Regions from separate parts of the Mus musculus genome. Here region 1 is linked to region 2. Evidence: chromatin contacts called from public HiChIP or PLAC-seq data. All regions are on one chromosome and are shown on one strand. Each heading gives the region's core, a stretch centred on a gene start, on an enhancer-like site or on the middle of the called end of the contact. The rest is flanking DNA. Distances are from core to core; before and after follow the strand shown.

The links. HiChIP or PLAC-seq counts read pairs in DNA pulled down with a chosen protein or histone mark.
Region 1: a contact with region 2 is called in an H3K4me3 HiChIP or PLAC-seq map of the SCID.adh cell line, with 8 read pairs. The contact joins the promoter of A430018G15Rik here to the enhancer-like site in region 2. A contact is called at or near these places in 1 of 39 promoter capture datasets (cranial neural crest), 4 of 484 Hi-C or Micro-C datasets (the C2C12 cell line, the G1E-ER4 cell line, group 2 innate lymphoid cells and 1 more), 5 of 115 datasets of contacts at active chromatin or transcription factors (the SCID.adh cell line, embryonic forebrain, forebrain and 2 more) and 2 of 9 other capture datasets (adipose tissue and liver).

What each region holds. Positions count from the first base shown.
Region 1 is chr2:52,421,546-52,427,423 of GRCm38.p6, reverse strand. It overlaps A430018G15Rik (RIKEN cDNA A430018G15 gene), which reads right to left and starts at 2,412. Exons shown (of 3, transcript NR_165461.1): 1 at 2,269-2,412. It overlaps Arl5a (ADP-ribosylation factor-like 5A), which reads left to right and starts at 2,550. Exons shown (of 6, transcript NM_182994.2): 1 at 2,550-2,834. The coding sequence starts at 2,789.
Region 2 is chr2:52,244,275-52,250,595 of GRCm38.p6, reverse strand. Neb (nebulin) reads left to right here. Exons shown (of 157, transcript NM_010889.1): 65 at 1,082-1,393; 66 at 3,237-3,440; 67 at 3,732-3,836; 68 at 5,208-5,315. Among named protein-coding and RNA genes, the nearest start is that of 4930573O16Rik, 44 kb to the left of the region's middle. Within about 2 kb of position 1,980, at least 23 of the 459 cell types and tissues checked have an H3K27ac peak or open chromatin away from gene starts, as enhancers often do. A contact at or near this core is called in the SCID.adh cell line, where this site is marked.

The DNA.
Region 1 (5,878 bases), core at 1,163-3,662, 180 kb before region 2:
CTCTAGTTCTTAGCACAGTTCCATTGGACTATAGAAAGAAATTTCTTGTCTTTTCCTATAGCATACAACGTCAGTACAGTAATTTAACTATAGACTCTAACCACTGTCTTCCAGCAATAACTATAAGTTATTCGATGTCCCTGTGTTCAGATCTGCTATCACATCTTCTATGCATGACCAATACAATTCTATTAGATTTAGAATATTGCAAATTATTAGTGATGTCTACTTTTTAATACTCCTTTGTAGAACATCAAACTTGTTTCAACTGGCAGTTGCTCTCTTGGTCAAAGTCCTTAGGCGCTTTTAAGACTGGTCTCAGTTCCGGCTTACTCTTGGGCTTAGCACCTTTTTAACATCCAAGCATCTACTGATGTCCTAGGTGTGTTTTTACTGACTGAAGGGACCATTTTACATTAATGACTCCTGATCCTTTGGGGCAATTATCTGGGGATCCTTTTGCAATAATCCTGGTATGATTTTTTTTTTCTCTAGAAACTATTACTAGTCAACAACCTAGGGTTTCACCCTGTATGAGTCATATGGAGGTAAAGACTGCTTCCCTAATTCTAGCCTCCCTGACTCCGGAAGCACACAGCTGTGTCTTCATGGTAAGAGACTGTCCCCCTCTTATTTGGCTATCCACTCCCTCTGGAGTTGCCTGGGAATTGTTTTTGCTAAGGAGGGCAAATACAGAGCAATGGCAAAGCTCACTGTTTCTCTTTAGTTCCACAGGCTGTTTCCCAGTATCTGGAAACAGTTGTTTCTTGTGTTGTATCCAGTATTCTGCTTGTTAACTGTAGAATGGTAAAGCACATGTTTTACTCTCTCCTGCCTTGAAGCTGAGGTCTTTCATGGCATTTTGCTCATGACTTTAAAAATGGATAAAATATTTAGAAGGTCTCAGAAGGAAGAACAAAATGTTTGATATCCCTCATTAAAGATTCCCAGTTACATCTATAGTTAACAATTTTGTATTTTGTCTACTAAAGTCAGCCAAGATTCTACTAGTCAACTCCATCCCCCCTTCTGTGAGGGACACTTGGAAAATAGCCTAAGAGACCATTTCCTTAATAGAGTTCTAAAACACAGATCTCTAACTTCATGGGTAAATGTAGGTCTGGCATACATTAATAAGTTGCCAAAGACATGTGGGAATTTGTAAAATGACTCAGAGCCGCTAAAGCCCTGCCTAAACTGGATGGGAATGGAATCACTAAAGAGCTCATGTAAGTTGGTTATGCGAACATTGATCTTCTAAACAGCCCACTGGCTATTAAGTATATCCAGATCTAATTCTCCTTTATGTATGCCTCCTCTAAGACTGGCATTTGAACGCAAGCCCCCAAAGAAGATGAAGAACTCTTTCCCATACATTGAGCTATACGGTAGTATATGGTTAGGAGTCAGGCAGAGTATAGTGCTTCATTTCATGTGGCTGTTGAGGATAAGGTCGGGAACAGCTCGAAAGGGCCTTTCACAAGTCTCCCACATTTTTCCGTCTCTGCCTTTTTTTTTTCCCTCCCTTTTACAAACTTAAAGAGGATAGAAAGAGATGATGCTGATTCTACTCTTTTTGTTTGTTTATGTGTGTGGAAGAAGTAGACAACCCCAGTTTCTCTTTGAGTCAAAACTATCACAGTCGTCAGTTAACCTCAGGAATCGACCCTGTTCCTACATCAGGAATATGGAGATCTAGAGTCTACCTGTTTAGCTAAAGGGAACTAAAGTAAACAAAAACAAAACACAGGCAAGAACTCTTCGTTCGGATCAAGTTCGCCAGCGATTACTTATATTTTACTTTTCAGCCACTTATCCTGCGGGGAGTGGGGGTGGGGGTGCGCAGGGGCGCAGAGCTGGACACTCGCATACCAGGAGGCACAACTGTTTAAACTTTAGGCAAGCAGCAGAATGAAGAGCACAGACAGCATTTGGCCATCTATTTAACATGATGGTGACTCCTGAATGAGAGAAAAAGACGATCATATCGTGAAGACCAGTGAGTTTCTTGTCTACAGTCTTTTTGGACTCAGCTCAGACGGCTTTTGTGCCTTAAGATTTTTAAACCGGGGAGATACTTAAGGAAAAGTGTTCTAGCCAAGAGTGGCCTGAGAGCAGAGGGAGATTGGAGAGGGAAGAGCGCTGAGAAGCAAAGGTAGAAGTACGAAAAACCGCAGCGACAAAAAAAAAAAAAAAAAAAAAAAAAATAGGCCAATGATTTCTGCTGCTTGTCAGGGAAAATAGGCTCTAAAGAGACTTAAAGCTTACCATCGTCGGGGTCCAAACCTGGCACTTTTGGAGTTGAGTATGGTTACATATTTGCATTGTGACTTAGAAACAACCTCAAATCCCCGACATTGGCGCGCCTAAAGCGCCGCAGCCTTCCTTCCACTGACCCTCCGCGCCGCAGAGGCCTCCCAGCCCCTCGCCCCGCCTCCAGCCCCCTTGCCCCGCCTCCAGCTCCCTCGCTCCGCCTCCGGGCACGGCGCCTGCGCAGTCCCCTCGCTCCGCCCCGCCCCTGCCCGAGCCACCGCCGGAGAGGAGCTGGGGGAGGACGGTGGCCCGCGAGGTTCGAGCAGACAACGCGGCGGCGATGTCCGCGAGCCAGGCGAGCGCCGCGGCGGTAGCGGCGGGGCCTCGCGCGTGGCTGGGCGGCCTGGGCTGCGGCCTCCCCGCGGGTCCCTGGAAGCGGGCGCGCGGCCGGCGCGGGAGCAGAGGCGGAGGCCCCGGCGCGTCCTTCTGCCCCGCAGCCTGAGCCCGGGAGGCTGGAGGGCTCCGCTGCCCGAGGATGGGAATTCTCTTTACCCGGATCTGGAGGCTGTTCAATCACCAGGGTGAGGCTGGGCCGGGCGGGGAGGTCCCGGCCCTTGTCGGGCAGGAGGGTCGCCTTTGTCTCCGGGGAGCTGGGGAGAGGTTCCTCCCGCCATACACCCATTTCTCCGATTTGATCGCGAGCGCAAAAGGTGCCCTGCCCCACGCCGAGGGCCCAGCGCGCTGCCTGGCCTGCTTCCATCCCCGTCGCCTGCCCGCAATTGTGTTTGGGCCGCACGGGCAACAGCTGGGGTTCTAGAGTGAGGACCGAGGGCCCTGACCCTAGCGGCGCCACCGAGCCCACGGCTTGCAGAATGCGGAAAACTGGAACTAGTGCTGGATCCGTCTGGTTCGCTTTGGGGGGTGGGGGTGGGGGTGGGGGTGGGGGGGATGGGCGGGGAGACCCTCGCTGCGGAATAGTGATGGAGTGTCTCTCCTTTGCGCCGTTTGTCTCAGTGGTAAAGGTCAAGCCTAAGGTCGTTTTCTTTCTTAGGTTATTAGAAGGTTTTGGGTTTTGTTTTGTTTTGTTTTGTTTTTGGCCCTTGTTAAAGTGTTTCGCTGAAAGCTTTTAAAAGCCTGCCTCGGGAGGCAGGCTTCATTAGCATTAGGTAACTAGCAGGTTACTGTGTTAAGTTCGCCTAAATGCAGACATTTGCCACGGAAAGGCATAGGGGATTTATTAAAAAAAAAAATTACAAAATGGGTGTGTGATACTGGAGAGAATATGGTCCTAACAGAACTACATAGTTACTGAAATGAAATATAGTGCTTTTTTTTAAAAAAAGCTCTACTTGCAGTTCATTCCATCTGTCAAGCACGTACAGTTTTTCTCTTGTATAAGCTGGTAGCGTTGTCGCACCCCCACTTTTTCCAGTTAAAACTTAATGAACGGTGGCGCCTACTATTTAGAAGGAGCAGTTGCCGGGCTTGCTCCTCCTCTGGGATAGAGCTGGTTTTATGGGACTTGTAATCCCTAGTGGGTTCTGCTTTTTTTAATAATAATTTTTTTAAAAATGATACCTAAGATAACGGTACTAAATGAAGTGGAAGGCAATAAAGAGGATATTTCCATTAGCTCTGTCTGGTCAGCAGAGAACGTGTGACGGGGTAGTGGTTTCTAGTGGCTTCATAATTCTGTGGGTTTAGATACTCTCACCTAGCACAGGAGGGATTTGTGGGGTCTACAGTTTTTGAATATTTAATCTCTAGGTTTGAAGTACTAAAGGTTACATTGTTGTAGAACTGGTGATATTTGTGTGGGTAATAAGTGTTCTTATTCTAGTTCTGTCCTCTACAGTCTTGAATTTAGTGAGACTAGTGTTTCAGTTCTGCTTTGGTTTAGAAAGACCTTTTGCTTTAAAGTGTCTCTGGTACTGGTCTCACTTTCTTCTTTGAGTCAGTGACCAAACCGTTGCTGTAACTTAAAAAATGAATTAGAACTTTAAAAGAAACTCACCTAGTTGCACATGATAGCAGGAATGCATTGGTAGCAGCACAGATCTTGTGCTCTGCATTTTGTAGTAGCATTTGCCTGAACGTTTACTCAGAGTTTGAAAATTAACAAGAGGATTAATAGAGTCCAGTTCCTAGGAAATTACCAGTCAATAGAGTGAGATCGTGAAGAAAAAAAATCGTTAAATGGTCTCTTCCCAGCTCAGTAGCCTCACGGAATTCACTGTCACAAACACTTGTTGCTAGTCTTGGACCTGTGGAGAAGGGGGCACATAAGTTAGGTGTGTCTTCGATGCTTTGTTTTACAGAAGGATCAGCACACGTTTCTATACTCTTTTCATGGAGAGCTGCGGAGAGAGGCTTTGGGTAATTGCAGAGTTTGCTATATCGATGAACGCAGAGACTTAGCAGCTCTGGCTTCTCAAAAAGCAGCTGCTCAATTAAAGCTGAGCTGGTGAACTGCTTGCTGGGCCCAGAAAACCAGAGCTATGTTTAGGTGGGGCACAGATTCCGGAGCGCTCAAACTTTATTCTAGATACTGCCATTTATTGACACCATTAAAAAGTATTGTAGCTGGGGCTGTAGCTTAGTTGGTAGAGGGCCTGCCTCCCTTTCACCACACCCATTCAAGAGATAACGGGATGTGGTGGTGGGGTCCCCTGTGATCCTGTCACGTAGGATGCACGTCCTTGGTTACATAGTAAAGTTAAGGCCAACCTGGGCTAACATGAGATTCTGTCTCCGAATATTTTCCTGGAAGAGAGGAAGCAGGCTCGAGTGACTTCTGTCAGACAATTGGGAAAGGAAACAAGTGTGTTGATGCTTGTTGATCTTTTTAAGAAGCCACTGTCAGCTTTTCTGTCCCCTCTTTTCTCCCTGTTGACTGAGTTGTGAATCTTTAGCTTAGATTTAGGTTTGCCAACAATGACTGTATCTCTAGAACTTGTTACCAGTGTTTGGTTTAAATACCTTTCTAGGGCAGCAGTTCTCAACCTGTGGGTCTCAATCTCTAAGACCATGGGAAATCATTGATTTTTTTTACTTTTATAACAGTAGCAAAATTATAGTTATGGAGTAGTAACAAAAATTTATGGCTGAGGGGGTCACCACAACATGAGGAACTATGTAAAAGGGTCTTCGAATATGGGAGGCTGAGAACCACGGCTCTGGGTGTTGGGAATAAGTCGGAGAATGAAAGAGACAAATCCCCTCGCCTTTACAAAGCGGCTTGTTATAGTCCAGGGCAGCAGAAAAGAAACCCAGCCTGTCTCTATAGATGAAGGAGCACTTCGTAATTCTGGTGACTTTTGCAACACTGGTTCCAGTTGTTCCATCGGGTGTTGGTTAATCTGCCTCAGTTCTGTTCCTTCTAAAAACTTTCTTCTTTAAAGATGCTCATTAGGGCTTTATTTATTTAAAATAATAGGCCTGGGATGTTAAACAAGGATCTCTAGTGCCAGCGTGTTCTCATCACCCCTACCCCCACCACACACACACACACACACACACACACACACACACCTTTATAAAGAATGTGGTAGGTGAAGGAAGATCCTTTCCAACACCTACGTAGACTGTAAAAGGTTGTGGAGTTTCCCTCTTGGCAGCCTTGCTC
Region 2 (6,321 bases), core at 731-3,230:
TTCCCTGCCCCATCAGGGTAAGACTATCCTGCTCTCCTGGTGCCTTCCAGATTCTTGAGGAATGGCTACCTGCTGTAAATATCAAGGGTCACTGTTCACAGATATAGTGGTGGACTATTTTTTATACTAGAAGTGGCTCACCTTGTTTTTTGTGTATCAGCCCCTTCTCTGCCTCAGCAAAAGGATGTGTGCCAACAGTCATAAATAATTAAAATAATATTTTTAAGAACTCTACTAAGAGCTTTCTATGCATTATCTTCAGATTCTACCCAAAGTGGTAGATACTATCATTATCTCCATTTTATGAATTATTCAAACAGCTTTACTGAAATCAGCCTTAATAAATGGTGAAGTTTAAACTAGACAAACTCCTCATTCCTTCCCACTATGTCATACCTCTTCCCATTGATTTATCTATCTTTAAAATTGGAAGCCTAAATTGGATAGGACTGGCTTAGGTTCCACAGTAAAGTCACTGAACTTGTGATAATAATAATAATAATAATAATAATAATAATTATTACTGTTGACCTATGTGAACGTAGAACACAATGACCTGGAGAGCTCACTTAACCAGATGGGTTGCTATAGCAACTTTCCAATATAACCAGTCTTTATGGTGATGATAGAAATTTGCTAATACCGAATATGTGAATCTGGTGAGGAATATCCCCTTTGTTACACAAGATAGCCACTTTAAGCTACTTTCTGGGATTAATAAACACACAATGTTCCTGCCATACTTTCAGTGTATAAGGTCCAGTTCTTCAGGATCCCCCTGTTCAAGTGGCCTCATTCTGACTCCTGTGAGTGATGTTCCCAGGTGTGTGTGCTTCCTGCTTTCCAGACTGTGTCTTAGTGCCAGACCATAGGTTACTTGAGGTAATCTATGTATGCTGTATGAAATCTGTCTACTTCCCCGCATCAATAGGCTTTAAGGGTAAAGGCCAGGATGCTGGCTGGAGTTGGTGTTCATCAGAAAAAAACCAGTTAATCTATGATGAAAGTAACATCATTTTGTACAAATCTGTTACATTAAAGTGTTTATAATAGAAGTCTGATTTGTGAATTTTCACTTTAGTACAAATACAAAGATGGCTACCGCAAGCAGCTGGGCCACCATATTGGGGCTCGGAACATCAAAGATGACCCCAAGATGATGTGGTCCATGCACGTGGCCAAGATCCAGAGTGACAGGGAGTACAAGAAGGACTTTGAGAAGTGGAAGACCAAGTATAGCAGCCCAGTGGACATGCTGGGCGTGGTACTGGCCAAGAAGTGCCAGATCCTTGTAAGCGACATAGACTACAAGCATCCTCTCCATGAGTGGACATGCCTGCCTGACCAGAATGATGTCATCCACGCTCGGCAGGCCTATGATCTCCAGAGTGATGTGAGTATGGTGCTTATAAAAGAGCCTCCAAGCTATATGAAAAGGTTAGCCCTTAACACACAGTCCGTGGCCTATTCTAGCTAAAACTCATTGGTTGGTAAATGACATCCTTATAAGGAAATGCTGTTCCCTAACTACATTTGATTCTATAAAGACAAAACTCTAATTAACAAAATATGAATCAAGAGTCCTCAAAAGGAAAACATTTTTTTACATTCTTCAGGAAGTTAACTTTTTTGAAAAAGCAAATTTTTAGTTTAAAAAAAAAATGATTCCAAAAGGTTGTCGATGTAACTCGGTGGTAGAATGTTTGTCTAGTGTAAGGCCTGGATCTAATCTCCTGGCACCCCACACACACAATTACTGTAGAATTTGCTATTGGTTTCCTCTGTAGTTCTAGTCACACGACTGTTAACGACACTGTCTGCTCCCCGATGATGCTGAAGCTGCTGCATTTGCAAGCTGTCGGACAGTTTTGCTGACATTTGCTCCATTTGTGTGGGGTGTCAGATGCTAATGACCAAACCGAGCGTCTATTGGCAGCTGATGGCTGTCTCAGATCTGGGTGTTTTATAAATGTGTGAAGCGATTACAAAGCATTAGAGAGCTTTGGAGAGTGAGATAAATCCACAATAATTATACGTCAATGACTGTGCTGTACAGCCACCTGCTCTGTGTTTTGTGGTTTGTGAAGAACAAGGGTTAGCCACATACAGGAGCAACAGTGATAGACTGCTGGAGGTTGGTTGCCAAGTGCCTGTCCTGGACAGCTTTTCTCCTGCCGTGGCTGGTCTTGGTGCTGCAGGAAGCATTCACTGCAGATACAGCAGTACTGTGCTAGCCAGCCTTGCTGTGGCTCCTTAAGCCTAATGAGCAGGCCATGCAGGGCTGTGCCAGAGGCTTTGTCTGTGAAATTCCCACTTATCTTTCTCATTCTGCTCCCAAGGCCACTGACCTTCTCCCAGCTAGCTGACTGCAGTTTCAGTACCATTGTTGAGGGAGTAATTTTTGAATACTTATGGGGTATGTAAAAACCTTTAACAGAAAAAAACATGGCTGAAAACTAACTGAGAGACATACTGCAAGATGAATGACTATGCAAACCTATCATATGCCTCCTACCCTGAGAATGGGATGGGAAAGTGGCAGAGACCCTAGCCCAGTAACATGTGCAATGCCCCCAATCTTGGGTGGTATGGTAGCTATCCACATTTCCGGGGACCAAGGCGTCCTTATTATCATTCTCACTTTAAGTCACTCATTTTTTACAAAAATAACTTGAAATATAAGAAAAAAGTATACTGAAGGCAAAAATCTGGTTCAACCCAACCCCCCAAAAACCCTACATACACTTAAGAGTTTTCCAAGCCACATTGCTTCACATTCCAGTTTTCATTAAAATATGTATTAATACCCCTTTACATGTTGGCAGTATCCCTAGAAAGTAAAGGTTTTGATAGCTACAGAATGCTTCATGTGGCTAAGGATTTCCTGGCAGCTTGTTGTGGGCCATGTGTGGTGCTTCTTCTCGCTCTGGGTTGGCATTCTGTCCTGTGTCCATCATTTATAAAAGCCATTAACACGACCCACAGATGTTAGTGGGAGCATTCCTTTCCTTACGGTTACATATTTGGCATATTTTATTGTGAATAGGAAAGCATTTCTGGGTCATTTTTGAACATAGTTCTTCTGTTCACCTGCCTACTACATTAAGATTGCTTTCTATGAAACAATAGAATGTCATTTTCTTATTGATGCCCTTTGCATCTTTACCATAAATGGGCTTGGCACTGCTCTTTGCCCTTGATGAAGAAGAGCCTCTGGCCTCTTTTCCTTTCTCCAGAATGTGTACAAGTCAGATCTCCAGTGGATGAGAGGCATTGGCTGGGTTCCCATCGGGTCTCTGGATGTGGTCAAGTGTAAGAGAGCTGCAGAGATCCTGAGCGACAACATCTATCGCCAGCCTCCAAACAAGTTTAAGTTCACCAGTGTGACTGATTCTCTGGAGCAGGTGCTGGCCAAGAGCAACGCCCTCAACATGAACAAGGTGAGGCAGCCACCTCAGAGTTCCTAAGCACCTTTCCACTTGAGTGGCTAGTGGATTCAAAGGGACAGGGCCATATTTAACTTTTAAATTGTTCTTGAAATCTAGTAAGTCTTGTTGTTTCCTGTTTGAGTCTTGGTAACAAGCAGTAAGACCCAGACCTCTAGATAATGCCTAATATCCAAGTCTAGCTTATATTTCCTAGTTGCACAAACAATAGTCCTGTTTTAATTCAACTTTCTGGAGTGCCTATCTTAAATGGTTTTCTTTCAACATTTTACCTTATTTTTATAGCGATTATACACAGAGGCCTGGGACAAAGACAAGATTCAAATTCATGTAATGCCTGATACACCGGAGATTATGCTGGCAAGGCAGAACAGAATCAACTACAGCGAGGTAGGGGCTGCCAAAGCCATGTGGAGAGTCTATGGTGGTGGGAGACGCGGACATGTGATAACATTGCTCTTTCATGTGAACATTGGCCCATCCTGTTTCATTTCTGGGTCACATGCTACATTTCATGAGATTCTGCAAGCAAAGTGCACTCACGTTGTTTCTTAGATGTTGAAGTTATTCCTAAAATGAACCAATGGACCAAGGAGCATTTTTTGGCACTTCTAAAGGGTCAGTTTGCCAGATAAAATAGTGGCTCATTATTTACACCAATAAATAATATTCATTTGCCTAGAATTCAAGGTGTTAAGCTATATTAAAGTGCTATATTTTAATTGTCTAAGTCTCATAGTCCTGGCTAGGAGTCTTTATTAATGAATAACTTTTCCACACATTGGTCTTGAATTAAAATGAAGGAGCAGAAACTATAGTCAAAATATCACTTTAAAAAAACCTGCTAAAATTACATTAAATCACAGTGTATGTGAGAGAGTTAAACAAGCATGCTTTAATCCACCATCATGGTCAAGTTTCTCAGCTCAGGTACAAGCTGTGCTAGAGTCGCCAGTCTGTCCCTACTTGGCTTCAGGGATGCTGCCCTTCTGAGAGGGCTGGAGACTGGTTACTAAAAGAGAGATGGGTCATACATGTACTCCAGATCTTTTCCCAGCAGAAAGAGAAATCACTGAACCATCTGGGGCAGAGAGGGGAGCTAGGCATAAAGAGGTCAGAGGTAAAGGAACTAGCTAGTGGCTGGTTTATTCACAGAAAGTACAATTCTGTAGACATGTTTTACTAGTATAACCAAAATCTAATCTTAAAGTTGTGATTATAGTTCACTACGCTCAAAGTTCTGTCTTAATTTTTTATTAATTTTTAAACACTGTTAAAGATATCACCTGTTATAATAAAAGTTAAATAGTGAAGAAATGAGTAAAAGCATGTGCCATATATGTGAAAGGAATAACACTGCACATACTGCTTCCCATTTTTATTTTTACTTAGCAGCATGTGTGGATTATATTGTATCAATCTATATTACTAAATTATATAAGTCTATATTGGTAGTTTTTAATCATTAATGTACAAGTGCTATATAAACTTATAAGAAACACCTTATAAAATATATCAATTTTAATGCCCATTACTATGTCTCATCTATTTCACTGCCTCTACCTCCCAAGTGCTGAGATTAAAGGCATACACCACACCACACAGCTAAATACTTTTGAAGAATAGACTAGATTTTATTTGCTTTTCCCTATCACCAGACCCTAGGTTGTATCCAATTCTAGCCTTTAAAAATCATGTGGTGAAAGTCACTTGATGCATACTCTTCATAACGTTGCCACTGGCCCTTTTCTCTTTCCATAGAGTCTATATAAACTGGCCAATGAAGAAGCAAAGAAGAAAGGCTATGACCTGCGTGTCGATGCTATCCCCATTGTGGCGGCCAAGGCCTCCAGAGATATTGCCAGTGACGTGAGTAGTGACAGATGGCTATTATGTACATGGATGGGTTGGGGAAGCAGGCTCAGTAACACAGTGACAAGATACATTCAGGTGCCAGTTACTATAAGTCACATAAATATTTTTTATGGTTTTTTTTTAAACAACTCATTTTTATTTCCAAAAGGTTAATATCCAGGTGCCACTGATTTAAGATTAAATCACAATCCATAATATTTCATATTTGTAATTATGTAAACTTCTTCTTTATATTTGATCATGTAGCTTTCATAGGCATAGAAAATCCTAGAAGGTAACTTTGTATTCACTGTCCAACAGATAAAGACCTGGTAGGGGACAGGAAACTCTACCTTTCCCCAAACTTGCTCTGTAGTACTGCCAACTCTCCCTTTGGAAATTAGCTGAAATGCAGAGAGACAAAGATGAACAAAATAAACAGGGAAGAACTTTAATACTCCTTCTATCTCTGAAGAAGAAAACGGTAGAATGTAGGCTGCATTAATTTTTGACATTAGAATTTCATGATGTTTCTGCCAGAGAACACCAGGGTGGCTGCTCCCCCTACCACTAAAACACTAACCTGCTCACGTACATGTAATTTTCCTAGTTGTGGAAGCCTAATCTGAATCACGTTTGGCCCAGGACATACAACATGGACGTCCAGTCCTATCCATTTCAAGAGACTGAGTGAAGTCATCAGAACCACACTAGGCATGGCAGTGAGGGAGATTGTGGGAAAAGAAATAATATCTACCAGCTAAAGAACAGTAGTATTGAAATCACAAGATTTATGGTTAGTGAATTTACTGGCTAAAGCTAAAGAGAAGACAGCATACAGTTTTGATTCATCTTTTTGCAAAATAGTCCAGAGACTTGGTGTATGCAAGATACAGGATAATTTAGCTTGACCTGAATTCCCACTAGAGTGTTGCTACGCACTTAAGCCACAGTTTAGAATAGAGACAGGAAAATATCCAGATAACTATTTCTCAGCAAGAACTGGCAATTTAAAAACAAA